2 separate regions of the Arachis hypogaea genome follow, and region 1 is linked to region 2. The links are chromatin contacts, called in public Hi-C maps. All regions are on one chromosome and are shown on one strand. Each heading gives the region's core, a stretch centred on a gene start, on an enhancer-like site or on the middle of the called end of the contact. The rest is flanking DNA. Distances are from core to core; before and after follow the strand shown.

Region 1 (6,633 bases), core at 3,085-5,584, 36 kb before region 2:
TTTTTTTTTTTTTTTGCATAAGAGCTGATCAGTAAAAAAAAAAAAAAGATCAGAGATCGAGTTGGGTATTTTTTTTTTTTAGGGGTCTCGTTGTTCTTTCGAAATAATTGTGAGGGTCGAGTGCGATATTCACTAAAAAAAATCTAAACTCTAATTCAAGATCCAAAGTCGTAATAAGCTGCTCATCAAATGTTATTATGATAATTACACATATTGTATTGAGAGTTTAAAATTAATTTGAATCATCGTTGATATACAAGTTCTTTTTTCATTTTAAAATAAAAATTCTAAATTTCTAATATGACTCGCTGTATTATTTTTTTTTAAAAAAAATAACAAATACTCTGAAAGCATTTTGCTAAAAATTTTAAAAAGTATTTTTTTTTTTAATATACAAACTACTAAATTGAAAAATAAACTTCTGGATAATATGTATTTAAAGTTTAGAAAGCCAAGTTTTTTTATAATCAACTTCAATTAATTTTTGTCTTTCTTAAAATAAATTTTTTTTACTCAACTTCTCCTATATTCATATTTATCAATATTTTGACTTTAATTCCAACAGATATTACACATTTCTTTTATCACTCATTTGGGATATTTTATTTCATTTTCAAATGTATTTTTGGTGGAATTAAAAATGTGGTTCTAGTATGTGATTTTTTATATTGAGTTGAAAATAAATATATAAAAATTTCGACTAACGGATAGATAATTAAGTTAGATTGTTATCATATTAAGATGAAATCAAACCAAAATCCAGCTTGTTACATGAAAAAACTATATGATGACGAATTATCGATTTAAGTTGTTATTATAACAAGTTGTAAAAACTATAAGATAACATTGAATCACTTTTACAAACATTAGAAATACAAATAGAACGATTTAAACGTTAAAAACACAAATAGGATTTATCCAAAATGTTAGGGACAAAAAACAATACTATACTCATAAATTATTGTATATTCAAGACGAAATTCGAAATCCGACCGCATAATTTCATTATGAATATGATTTAGCCGCCAATGGGTTATTGGAAGGAGGTCCAATAGAAGCAGTGGGTTGAAGTAACTCCAAATGGGAAAAACCCAAACACCCCAAAGTAACATGCATAAAACAACATTACTAGCTATATATATATATATTCCCGTTTGGCAACATTAACTGGTAACACTATGCTCTAGTTAGATTAAAGGCTGTACATACCTTTTTTTTTTTCATAAAAAATAGATATTTAGATTAAAGGTTGTAAATAATTTTTTAAGAAAAATGAAAATGATTGAAGAGAAGGCACATAGAGATCCGTTGTCACATTCAGCCAGAAGGCAAACAGCGTGCGCACAAGTTAAGGGCTGCCAATCTTAAATTGGATTTTTTTTTTTTTTAAATATGAGTTTGATATGTTTTTTTTTTTTTTTTACCGAAGATATGAAAACTCAAACTCACAACCTCTTAATTGAGTATGGAAAGACTATGCCATTTGAGCTATTGCTTCTTGGCTTTGATATGTTACCTTTTGATATATGTTTATAAATAAAAATAATAAAATTTATTTTATTATGAGTATATATAAAGATAATGTGGTAAAATTGACAATATACAGCATTCTTGATTATCTATTTATTTTTTGGCATACAATCTCGCATGATTATGTATTTTGTTTAACATTTATTAAGAGTAATACCCAAAATTAAATCAGTCTCTAACAAATTTTTAATCACACATTTTAGATCTCAACAACTTTTAATCATTAAATTAATTTTTAAATTTTTATTCCGTTAAACATATATATTCCTATTTCATATTATTTGTTTATATAAAATAACTAATTTAAAATTCTTATAAACTATTATGTCTTTATTAAATAACAATAGAAATTGAATTGTCTAAACTTTTATTAAAATTTGACATAAGAATTGATTTGCTTGATAAAATAAAAACTTAAAAACTAATTAAAAATTAAAATTTGTTAAAAATTAAATTATCCAACCAAAAATTTAAGGATGGATTTGGAATGTTACTCATTTATAAATGAAAACATTTCTTACCTCGAGTTAACTTTTGGGTGAGTTATACCCCTACACAATTTCACTTTATTTGATTTGACTAATGGAAAAAAATGAAAGATTTTGGGATTAATAGTAAGAAGGAGGAGGAGGGATGAAGGGGACAATAAAAATTTGGTTGCTAAAGTTTGAACCAAACACAATGTTCATTATCCCATTTTCCGAAGCATACATTGGCCCCAATGTCCCCATTACCCAATCGGCTTTGGTTGTTTGGATTTTGTTATGGATTTCGATAAAGACATTGCTTAAGCCAAGACAAGCGACTTTTGCCAACTCCATTGCTCTTCGTCGTTAAACTATTCCCTTCTAATCTCCATTATATTTCTATCTTTCTTTCTTTCTTTTTTTAGTTTAAACTTGTTATAATTTTAGGGTGCATTTGAAAAGCTTTTAAAGTAATTTTTTTGAGTTTTTGACTTATAAAAAGTAATAGTATTAATGTCTGGTGCAATTTTTAAAACCAAATTGCAATTTTTTAAGAAGTTATTTAGGAGTTTATAGAGAAGTAAAAAAAAAATGACTTCTCTTATAATGCTACTACTTTTTATCACATTTCTATAAAAAAATTATTTTTAGAACTAAAAATCCAAATACAAAATAACTTATTTATAAGCTACTTTTAATATAATCATTTATTGTTTAAGCTATTTTTTCAAAAGTAGCTTAATTAAGTTGTTTATCCAAATTGGGCGTTAGTATCCTAACCAACTTAAGTTAGCCAAGTAATTAACTTATTCGTCCATTTGAGTGTTAAAAATTCAAATATTATTTTGTGCATGTAGTAATTTATTGACTAACGACTTTTAAATAGAGTTCAAATCCACAAGATTACGACAAATTAATCTTTAGTTTATTTGAATTAGAAAATACGGAAGACAACTAAAAAAAAAAATTTAGTTTCCAATTTAGTGTTGAATGGTGTAATTAGAATCCTATATTACTTAAGACTCAAGAGTTGTGTTATTGGGTAATTATATTTTTATGAGTTACTTTAAAATTAAATTATATTTATTCAATCGCAATATAATATCTAAACCTAAGCCAATGTTAATGCGCTTTGGAAAAAGTAATTAAGGATCACAGTGCTCCTTGAATTTTAAAGCTTAAATCATAAATTTTAAAATATGAATTCTCAACTTTAAATATTAAATTATAAGTTTTATACTATAAAATAAAAATCTTAAACTAACCCTAAACTTTAAATTCTATACCATAAATTTAAATTTTAAATTATAAATTTTAAATTTGAGTTATTAATATAAAATACAATAAATAAAGAGTTAAATTTATTTAATTAGCAAAAAAAGCACACTTTTTAGTTCTTACTTAGTAAGAAACTTAAAAATAAATTATAAAGTTGTCCATGATTGTAATTATACTTCAATTGTGACTCTAGACACAAAATAAAATACCAACGAATAAACAAATGTGTAAAGATATTTATTAGAATACAAAATGATGATACGTTTATATTTATAATTAAAATTTATAAATAATATAATTAAATTAGATTTGTATTTACAGTTAAAATATAAATAAAATATAAAAATATAGTATTAACTGATTTTTAATATTTATGAAAAAACTTCATTACTCAGTTGTAAAAAAATTATTATTTTATAATTAATTATTTATTAAAAATACATGAAATAATAAATATATGGTGATAAATTTTTTATAATTGTAGAAACATTTTTTATTGTCAATATACGATCTTCTTCTTCAGTTTAGATTAAATTCTAAACTTAAGCACAGTAGCTTTTTTTTTCATATCTTAATTAAACATCATTTTTATTTTTTAGTCTGATAAGTTAAGAATTAATTCGTCGCAAATTTGAGTTATATTTAAAAAAATATATAAGACGAGATTTAAACTTTCGATACTTAGTTAAACAGATAAATGAATTGACTATTCGGTTAATTTAAATTAATTTTAAAGTATAAATGAACATGAAAGGATGTAATGAAGTTTAGGATTGAATAAATAATGGAAAGATTTTCAAGTGTATCGTCATATCGGTATATCAGTGATTTTTAACCGTTGATCTTAATTATAAAAATATAAAAAATATTATATTTTTTATAATTAAAATTAATGATTAAAAATTAATGATATACCAGTATGACGGTACACTTAAAAATCTTCCTAAATAATGTACGATTAGGGGTGAGGATTGAAGAAAAAGTGGTGTGTGTTGGAAAGGAATGTGAAGGTGCAGGGGAGAGTGAGTGTAATTAATCTCTAATGGACCCAATCTGAGTGCACGTGGGAAGTGGCAACCTACCTTCTAAAGTGTGGAAAAAAACAAAAGCTGTATAGTAGAATCGGTATACTAATAATTAATATTAATTTTTTCGTTAATTACACATTAAATTGCGAGTGGCATATTTAATTAATGAAGAATCAAGAATTAGTTGTTTGTGTCGTGGAGACACTCAGAGAAGATACGGCAGATGTTGTGGCCTTTTGTGATTCGTTAAGCTGCCATCCATTCGACTATTATAATTCATTGATTATTTTTGGTTTAATTATTCTGTTGGTCCTATAATTTCGTAAAATTTTTAATTAGATTTTTATACTTTTTTTTTAATTGGGTCTTTGCATTAAATTTGTTTTTCAATTGAGTCCCTATACTTTCTTTTCCTTTTATTTGAGTCCCTGCACAAATTTTTTTTTAGTTGGGTCCTTATACAATTAAAACAATTACTACTAAAAAGGACCTAATTGAAAAAAAAATTTGGTGCAAGAACCCAATTAAAAGAAAAAAAAGTATAGGAACCTAATTGAAAATTTCGCGAAACTATAGAGACTAATAGAGTAATTAAACCATTATTTTCAAGTGATCAGTTAATTCATTTGTTTTAAATATCTATATATAACAATTTATTAATCAATATAAAATTATAAATTTTTAAATAAAATTTAAATTTGTGATAAATTAATATTTGATAAACTAAAAAATATTATCTCTTAAATAAAAATATACAAATAATTGAATTTTATATTTTTTATTGTCAAAAATTTGTTATTATGTTGCTAAAATTTAAAAAATATAAATATAATTTCAGTTTACGACAAAAACAAACATATGTATAATTCACGTTTTAAATATAAAAAACTTCTTACATAATATAATTATTTATATAATTTTACTTAATAAAAATTTAAAAAAATTAATTTCATATCATAAAATATTATAGAATGAAATCTCACCCAATTTCTGATAATTTTATGGAACTCCTTTCTATCCTTTAACAAAAACATAATTCTATCGCAATCCCTATTCATTATTTTTGTCAGATATTCTGGTTTTTATGTCAAAGTCTCTAACAATAGAAAGTGGAGACAATCCTACATATCAGGTAACATTCCTACGTGTAACAAAAAGAATATTCTTATGTGTCATTGGATAATTTGTTTGCGATAATTCGCCTCTCGGTATAGTAAGCAAAACGTCAACATTATGAAAAAGTCAAAACATTGCGTTTCGCACCAATAACATTATATAGAAAGACTATTCTCTTCTTTTTCCTTCTTCACATTAACAATTACAGAAAATTCTAAGACAACACCCTTTTTCGGGCCAGAAATTATCCACCGAGAGATACTGTGACAAACGGCGAACGACGACGTGACAATACAGTGACGGCGAAGAGCTGACGTCATTATGACATTGTGGTGACAGGTTATACAAGGAACATGAGGTAGGTTTTTTGCTTTGTTTTCTAGCATTTTTTTATGTTTTGTTATGGTCCTGTGAGTGTGGTCTTGCTGGTGATCCTCCTTTACAATTTTATTGCATGCGATTTGGAGTTAATGACTTGTCTGGTTGTTAGGACAAATATTTTTTATTTTAGGATTTAGTAAAGAAATGAAGTAATGAAAATAAGTTAGCAATTTTTAATTAATATTGAATGAGGTATTATATGTTAATTAAAAATTAGTTTTTTTAGAATTTAGTTTAATTTACTGTTATGTTTGCTATAGATGGTTTATGAAATTGTGTTTGTGTTTCACCATGAAAGATGATTTAAAAGAGATGAGAATAGTGTGCTCAACTATATAGATGGTAAGGTTCACAAGTTTCCTAAGTTGGATATAGACTTTGTGAATTTTAAAGACTTAGTAAAAATGCTTAAGGAGTTAGGTTACCAAACTTATAAAAAAATGTACTGGCTAGATCTATTGTAGGGGATATTGAGTTTAGACTCCATATTTTCAAAAAAAAAAAGAGATTAATGAGATGTGTGATAACAAAATGGCTAACATGAAGACTGATGAGCTGTATATCTATTGTGATCATGATGTAAATAATCCTAAATTGTTGGAGGCTGCTATTGATGTGGAAAGAGATACTAACTCATCTAGTGATGATGGTTATGAGAGTGCAAAGATAAAGTTTACAAGCCTCCTCTATCTGTGTTTGAATATGATAATAGTAGTAGTAGTAGTGAGATTTTGACTAAAAAAAAGAGATTAACAACAACAAAAAAAATTGACAAAAAAAAAGAATGCTACTGTAAATAAGAGAAATGTCACTTCATAAAAGAAGAATGTCAA
Region 2 (6,972 bases), core at 2,536-5,035:
AAGGAAAGAGACACAATATGTGTTGGTAAGAAACCATTCATTGAAGTTTTGATAATTGCAATGACACTGCTTGAAATGGAAAATTCATCATCTCTAACAAGTTGTATAATTAGTGATGGAGTAATTAAAAGCACTAAGCCAAAGGGGTTAATTAGTTTACTTCAGAATGTGACTAATAATTATTACAAAATGTCACTCACTAATTTTGTATTTGTGAGTTAAATAGGATTCTGTTTGTTTATAGATAGAGAACACTAAAATAAAAAAAATAGAAATATAAAATTATATTTGATAGATAAAATATAGACAAAAATATTATATCTAGAGACATTAAATTAATATATTTTATATTTTTTTTGACAACAAAATACAGAAATATTAATAAAAATATAACTTATTTTTTATTTTTTTATTATTTTTATCAAATTTTTATAAATATAATTTTTAATTCTTTTTTATAAAAAATAAAAATAAATTAAATTTTTATAATTTATTTTAATTTATCATTAAATAAAATATAAAAATACTAATTAAGAAGAAGATTTGGTCCTACTGAAGGTGAAGGTAGTGTGGTCAATGGCTAATAACAATTTTGTACTTAAGGGTAATAAAAAGGAAAACGCGCCTAAAAGTGATGAGAAAGCGGGAAAAAAAAGTACATCTCTTTTTCTGAATTGCATGGAATAATGGAATAATAACCATAAGAGACAAAAGTTTTTTTCCAAAGGCACAAAGAATAGTAATTTCAAAAATGTATGTTTTTTAATTTTTTTTGTCAAATAATATTGGTAAATGCAATTTTTTTTAGTCTCATTAACAAATTCTATGTTGAGTGATTGCATTTGATAATGTAGCTTGAGAGAAAAATAAAGAGAATCTATTTTTGTGATTTAATTGGTTACAGAATTTTATATTTTTACTCATTATATATTATATTGGGCTAAAAAATTTGAATATGGATGTAGGAGGAGTGTTATATCTTAACATGATAATTTTTTATGTTTTTTATAATTATGGAATGTACACAAATTGGAAGGTCCAATTTGTGTTTAAAAAATTTTAAAAATTTGGGGTACACAAATCGGACACCGATTTGTGTTTAAAAAATTAAAAAAATTTGGAGTACACAAATCGAACGGTCCGATTTGTGTACTCCAATTTTTTTTTAATTTTTTAAACACAAATCGGACAGTTTGAGTACAGAAATCAGACGGTCCGATTTCTGTACATTTTAAAAATTAGACGGTCCAATTTGTATTCCGTAAATTAAATCATCCCACATTTAAAAAAAATATAATTGTTAACCCAATATTAAAAATAAAAATCTGACTATATTGATGTCCTAACATTATTTGTGTTTGGCTAGTATACATTTTGTTAAGCAAAATATTTTATTTAAAAAAATAAATCATAAACTAATATTTGCATAAATAAATTTAATCTAGATATTAATTTTATATATTATTAGGAGAAATAATGTTTGAAAAATTGTTAAATCATTTATGATTTGGCGGGGAAGGGTGGAGGGAAATGTGAGAGGTATTTGCATTTGGAGAGTGGAGAGTGAGTGTGACGTGGCCTTCCGTATCCGCTGATGTCATCTATGCACACGTGTCCACACGGGACAACACATCCTCTTCTCTCTTCCTTCCTTTAACCCTTTTACACAACAATCTCCTTCACTCCTTCCTCATTTTTAAAATTATATTTCAGTTACAAATTACTATCACTTAATTAACTTTTTAAAAAATATTATTTTTGAATATATATAATCAAATAGGTCTTTAAGAATTTTTATGTGGGACATTTTTGTCATTAAAAAGATTTATTATATTAAAATTTTAAATTTTATAAAAATAAAATATATAAATTATTATTCTAATTAAATTTATTATTTTTATTTGAACAAATAAGTGTTAAAAAATGTGACGAAAAATTGAAAAAACTTATATATTTTAGTTTTATAAAGTTCCAAGATCTTACCATAATAAAATTTTCTTAGAAATAAAAACGACTTATGCAAAATTTTTTAAAAACTTATCTAGATGCTTACTCTTTATTTTTAATTATATATAATATATTTTGATAATATATATTTTTTTAAAGATATTAGATATTCATTTATTAGATAAAGAAATAGTCCTACTAAAATGTTAACAACCTATTTATCTTTGTTTATACAAAATACACATTATCAATAAAAATATATTTTTTTTTCATAGTATCCCCCAATCCAACAAGTTAAAAATTAATTTGTCGCATATTTGAATTTTATTTAAAGATCTATTGTCGATACTTACTAAATTGACTACTCAACTAACTTAAATTGATTATCAATAAAAATATTTAATTCAACGAATCTACAACTCTAATTTCCAGTGTGCTACTAAAAGTTTTAGAAATAGAAATATTTGAGTGCACATTATTAGAAAGAAAATTAATGAATCAGAGTGAAAATATTTGTATTAAGTATTAACTAACAGTCGCAACGCTCCGTGTATTTGGAAATTGCGTCGCAGTAATTCTTTTTTTTGACGTTATTTTTGGTAAATGATGATTTGAGAGCAATCCTTGAGAATATAACTCTCCGTGTTTCCATAATCAATAAAACCTCCAGAAAAAAAAAAAGGGAAAATTTGTAGAAGCTGTTACTACTCAAGAAAGAAAAAATTGATTAAATTTTAAAATAATAATTATAAATAGTAACTATTTTTACTTACATTATTGCTATATAATTAAAATTCAAAATCACTCGTAAGGATTTGACTTCAAATTAAGAAGCAAATAAATAAAATTTTCATTAATCATTAAGTACGAATAATTTTCATTTATTATGGAAGTAAAATAATTTCATATTTATATTAAATAAAATTTTTTTATTATAGAAATACAAAATAAATATTTATTTTTTAAATATATTTAAAACACTCCTTAAAAAAAAAAACCCATCATATCATTCAATAATTACATGGTACCCCAATTTTTGTTTTTCTTATTAGTGTTTGCCCTTACTACAATAATTTCAATTAATTAAACATGAAAAATCTTTTTCCATAACTAAAACTATAAATTGAAAGTATTTTAAAGAGAAAACATTTCATGTGTAGATAACTAAGAGTATCACACATTAAAAAAAAAAGACAAGAAAGAAAAAGTTTGACAATTGTTTTGTGATAAAAAAAAAAAAACTATTAGGCGGCCTTTGTTTTTGAGAACAGAACATGATAAGACATTGAGAACAAGATATAATGGACAGAGACATAAAATTTTGTGTTTTTGTATTTTGTTTGGTGATAAACTAGAACAAATTATAAAAATTCAATTTATTCTTTTTTTTTATTCAAAAAATTTGAGATGAAAAATATAATAATAAAAAAGTATAATTATAAAAAATTAACAAAAATAATGAAAGAAAAAATAAAAAATAACTTGTATCTCTTGTTAGTGTCTCCGTGTCCTTCATATCAGAATGGACACAAAATACACTAATTTATGACACATTGTCTCTGTTCATGTCTCCTTTGTCAAACACGATTTTGTATCTCTGTGTCCCTGTCTCAGTGTCCTGTCTCTATAAACAAACACAGCCTTAGATAGAAATTTAGTTAAATTAATTAAATTATTTAATCACTCTTAATTATTAATTTTACGTAAAATTGACTACACCTGACTTTCTACCTTGTTTCGTAAACCATAATTGAAAAACAAAATCTTGAAGTTGATATATGTTTTCCTAATGTTTCTCCGATAAAAATGTTTCATTATTAACAAAACACACGCCTTCTCACTCTCTTCCTTCCTTATTTGCGAAGAGTAGTAATTGCCTTTCATTCAATATTTTTTCGTTTTCATTTTCATTTTCACATTTTCACAAACACTCACAACTCTTCACTCCACAGGGCCCCTCTTCTCTTCTCTTCTCTTCTGTGTCCCCCCCTTAACCCCACTCTCTCTCTCTCTCTCTCTCTGCCTTTTACCCTAAAAGGAGTGTTCGTTTCTCTTCATAAGCGCCTCTCATGCGGCACTCTTTTCAGCCCCAAAAACCTTTCAGACAGAGATAGAGAGAGAAGAGAAGAGAAGACAACAAACACGCACTGCTTGGTTGGCTTCACTATACACCCATCTTTTTTGTTCTTATTTTCTTTCACTCACTTCTCTTCTCTTCTCAACACACACCCCATCTCTTATATTATCACAAAGTTTCATTCTTTATCGGTTTTTATTTCTGGGGTTGGATTTTTTGTTCAAAAAAAGTATATTTTTATTTATTTATTTGAGGCTTCTGCAATGGCACCAAGCTTTGATTGCGTTTCAAGCCTGCTCTGTGCAGAGGACACAAGCTTCTTCGATGATAATCCTTATGGGGGTAGTGGTGGTGCCATGGATGAAGTGTTTGATGAGGATTCATGGCGTCCTAGGTGTTATAATAATAAAAAAGGTTGCAACTTTGATGGTGATGAGGCAGATGGGTATCCATTGCAGAGTGATGAGTGTGTGGCAGTGATGATGGAAAAGGAGTGTGAACACTGGCATGGTGGTGCCGCTTACTTGAACAGGTTACAATCTGGGGATTTGGATTTTGGGGCCAGAAATGAGGCCATTCATTGGATTGAAAAGGTGTGTGTTCAAATACAGAAAGAGAAAGAGAAAGAGAGACTTCGGTTGTTTTCTTTTTCTTTTGTTTTTGCTCTTTCTTAATAGAGTCTAGTCCAATCATCTGATCTTTTCTTCTTCTATGTTTACTTGTATGAGATTAGTTTGGCTTTTTCTGACTCTGAATCATGATTACATTGATGGCCTAAAAATGAAATCTGAACCAGAACTTCTAAGCAGGGTTAATCGGTTTTTGGCAATAGGATTTGGATTCGGATGTTGAGAGTTCAATCTGGAAAGAGAGTTTGAAACAGTTTCTTAACTCATTCATTCAGCTTTTTATGATGGTTCTACTTTCATAAGTAAATTTGGACTAGATTTTCATTTTTTGTTTTTATAATAAGGATTTAGATGGAATCAAAATAAGATCAATGGTGTGATTAGCATTTTAGACTTATCTATGGTGTTATTGACTAATGGATGAACACATATGTTTGTTTTATAGGTTCGAGCACATTTTGGTTTTGGACCTCTATGTGAATATCTATCTATAAATTACTTGGATCGATTTCTTTCATCGTATGAATTACCAGTAAGTCAAGGAATCTGATAAAGAAAAAGTTTCATCTGCATTTTGTTATAATGTGCTGGTTTTGATCCAGCCTTTCCACTTGTAGAAGGGAAGAACTTGGACAATGCAATTGCTGGCAGTGGCCTGTTTATCAATTGCAGCGAAAATTGATGAGACTGAAGTTCCTTTCACCCTTGATTTGCAGGTAGAGTAGAAAAGTTTTCAATTTTGTTTCCTTAATATGCTTGGTAACTTGTGAAGTTCAATGCACTCATTTTTGCATGATGTTGATCACTGTCTTTTAATGCAGGTTGGTGAATCCAAGTTTGTATTCGAAGCTAAAACCATACAGAGAATGGAGCTTCTAGTACTAAGCACATTGAGGTGGAGAATGAATGCAATTACTCCATTCTCCTTCATTGATTATTTCCTTTCCAAGATCAATGATGGTAATGAGAGTCCATCATTAAGATCGTCGATCTTGCGATCCATCCAGCTTATCTTGAGTACCACAAGAGGTGAGTAATGTAATCTATTTAGGATAATTATGAAATGATGAGTTATCTTTGCTTCTATGTTCATTCTCCTGAAATGATTGATAATTATGAAAAGAGTCCGAATTAGAGAATGAATGATTTGTAATTGTGGAATGCAGGGATTGAGTTCTTGGAGTTCAAGCCATCAGAGATTGCAGCGGCAGTGGCAATATCTGTTGTCGGGGAAACCGAACCGGTTGACACTGAGAAAACTACTTCTGTTCTGATTCAATACATAGACAAGGTAATATACATGGTGATTGATCATATAAATGATGATTTAACTTTTTCCAAGTTAGTCACCATTTCTGATTTATCCAACTCGAGAGTCTAGAGTTTAGTTTGATGATAACTTTGAATACAATGAATTTGTGATTGTTGTTGTTTAATTGATCTTCTTACTTTTGTGTGATTTTTAGGGGAGAGTGTTCAAGTGTTTTGAATTGATCAAGGAACTTGCATTGAACATTGTGAATGTCAATGATCCAAATGGTTCTTCTTCTACAATCCATTGTGGTGTGCCTCAAAGTCCAATAGGAGTGTTAGATGCATTGTGCTTCAGCTACAAAAGTGATGACTCAAATGCAGGTTCATGTGCAAGTTCTTCACACACAACTCCAGATCCTAAAAGGAGGAAGCTAAACAAAACTTGTGGATCAGAGGCACTATTGTAGAGTCTTGTGGACTTGGGAATTTTATTTATTTATCAAAAGTTTCACCATCATCCATGGGATGCTTCTTTATTTTTATTTATTTTTTTCTTTTTTTTTCACCCCCAAGAAAAGGACACCATGTTCATTTTGTGGAAGGTTCCCCCTCTCTCTCACAAGAATACCAAAAGGGAAAATTAGAAAAGAAGAAGAAAAAAAAGAGCATAAGGAATAGTTAATGAAAGTATAAGGTAAGTCATGAGTGGAAGATGGGGACATGAAAATGAATAGAGAATAGAATCCACACATTGCATGCAATTGGCATGAATGAAGAAGGTTTAAGTAATCAAGAGCTGTTAAAAATAATTTTAGATATCTTAACAGCTACACAATAGAGGAAGTGATGGAAGAGAGTGGGGGAACAATGATCATTATTGTGTGTTTTTTTTTTTAAAAGAAATTTTTTTGTGTAAGTACAATCCTAGCTGTTTTCATAATTTCATTTGTTAAATTGTTCTACTTATGTAGTGAGAAAAATAGACCCAAAAAAGAGGCTGAGTTACTAGCATAAGTTATATTTTTGAGGGACATATTTTGTCTTAAGTTATAAGTATTGTGTCAT

The links. A called contact is a pair of places that touch in the nucleus more often than the background predicts.
Region 1: a contact with region 2 is called in a Hi-C map of leaf, with 2.2 times the contacts expected there. The contact joins the enhancer-like site here to the promoter of LOC112765179 in region 2. A contact is called at or near these places in 3 of 8 Hi-C or Micro-C datasets (leaf and an unstated tissue).

What each region holds. Positions count from the first base shown.
Region 1 is chr17:130,170,667-130,177,299 of arahy.Tifrunner.gnm2.J5K5, reverse strand. No RefSeq gene overlaps it. Among protein-coding and RNA genes, the nearest start is that of LOC140180880, 18 kb to the right of the region's middle. Within about 2 kb of position 4,334, at least 3 of the 3 cell types and tissues checked have open chromatin away from gene starts, as enhancers often do.
Region 2 is chr17:130,133,533-130,140,504 of arahy.Tifrunner.gnm2.J5K5, reverse strand. It overlaps LOC112765179 (cyclin-D4-2), which reads left to right and starts at 3,785. Exons shown (of 6, transcript XM_025811061.3): 1 at 3,785-4,617; 2 at 5,099-5,185; 3 at 5,271-5,369; 4 at 5,475-5,682; 5 at 5,820-5,944; 6 at 6,120-6,424. The coding sequence starts at 4,288. The coding sequence ends at 6,374.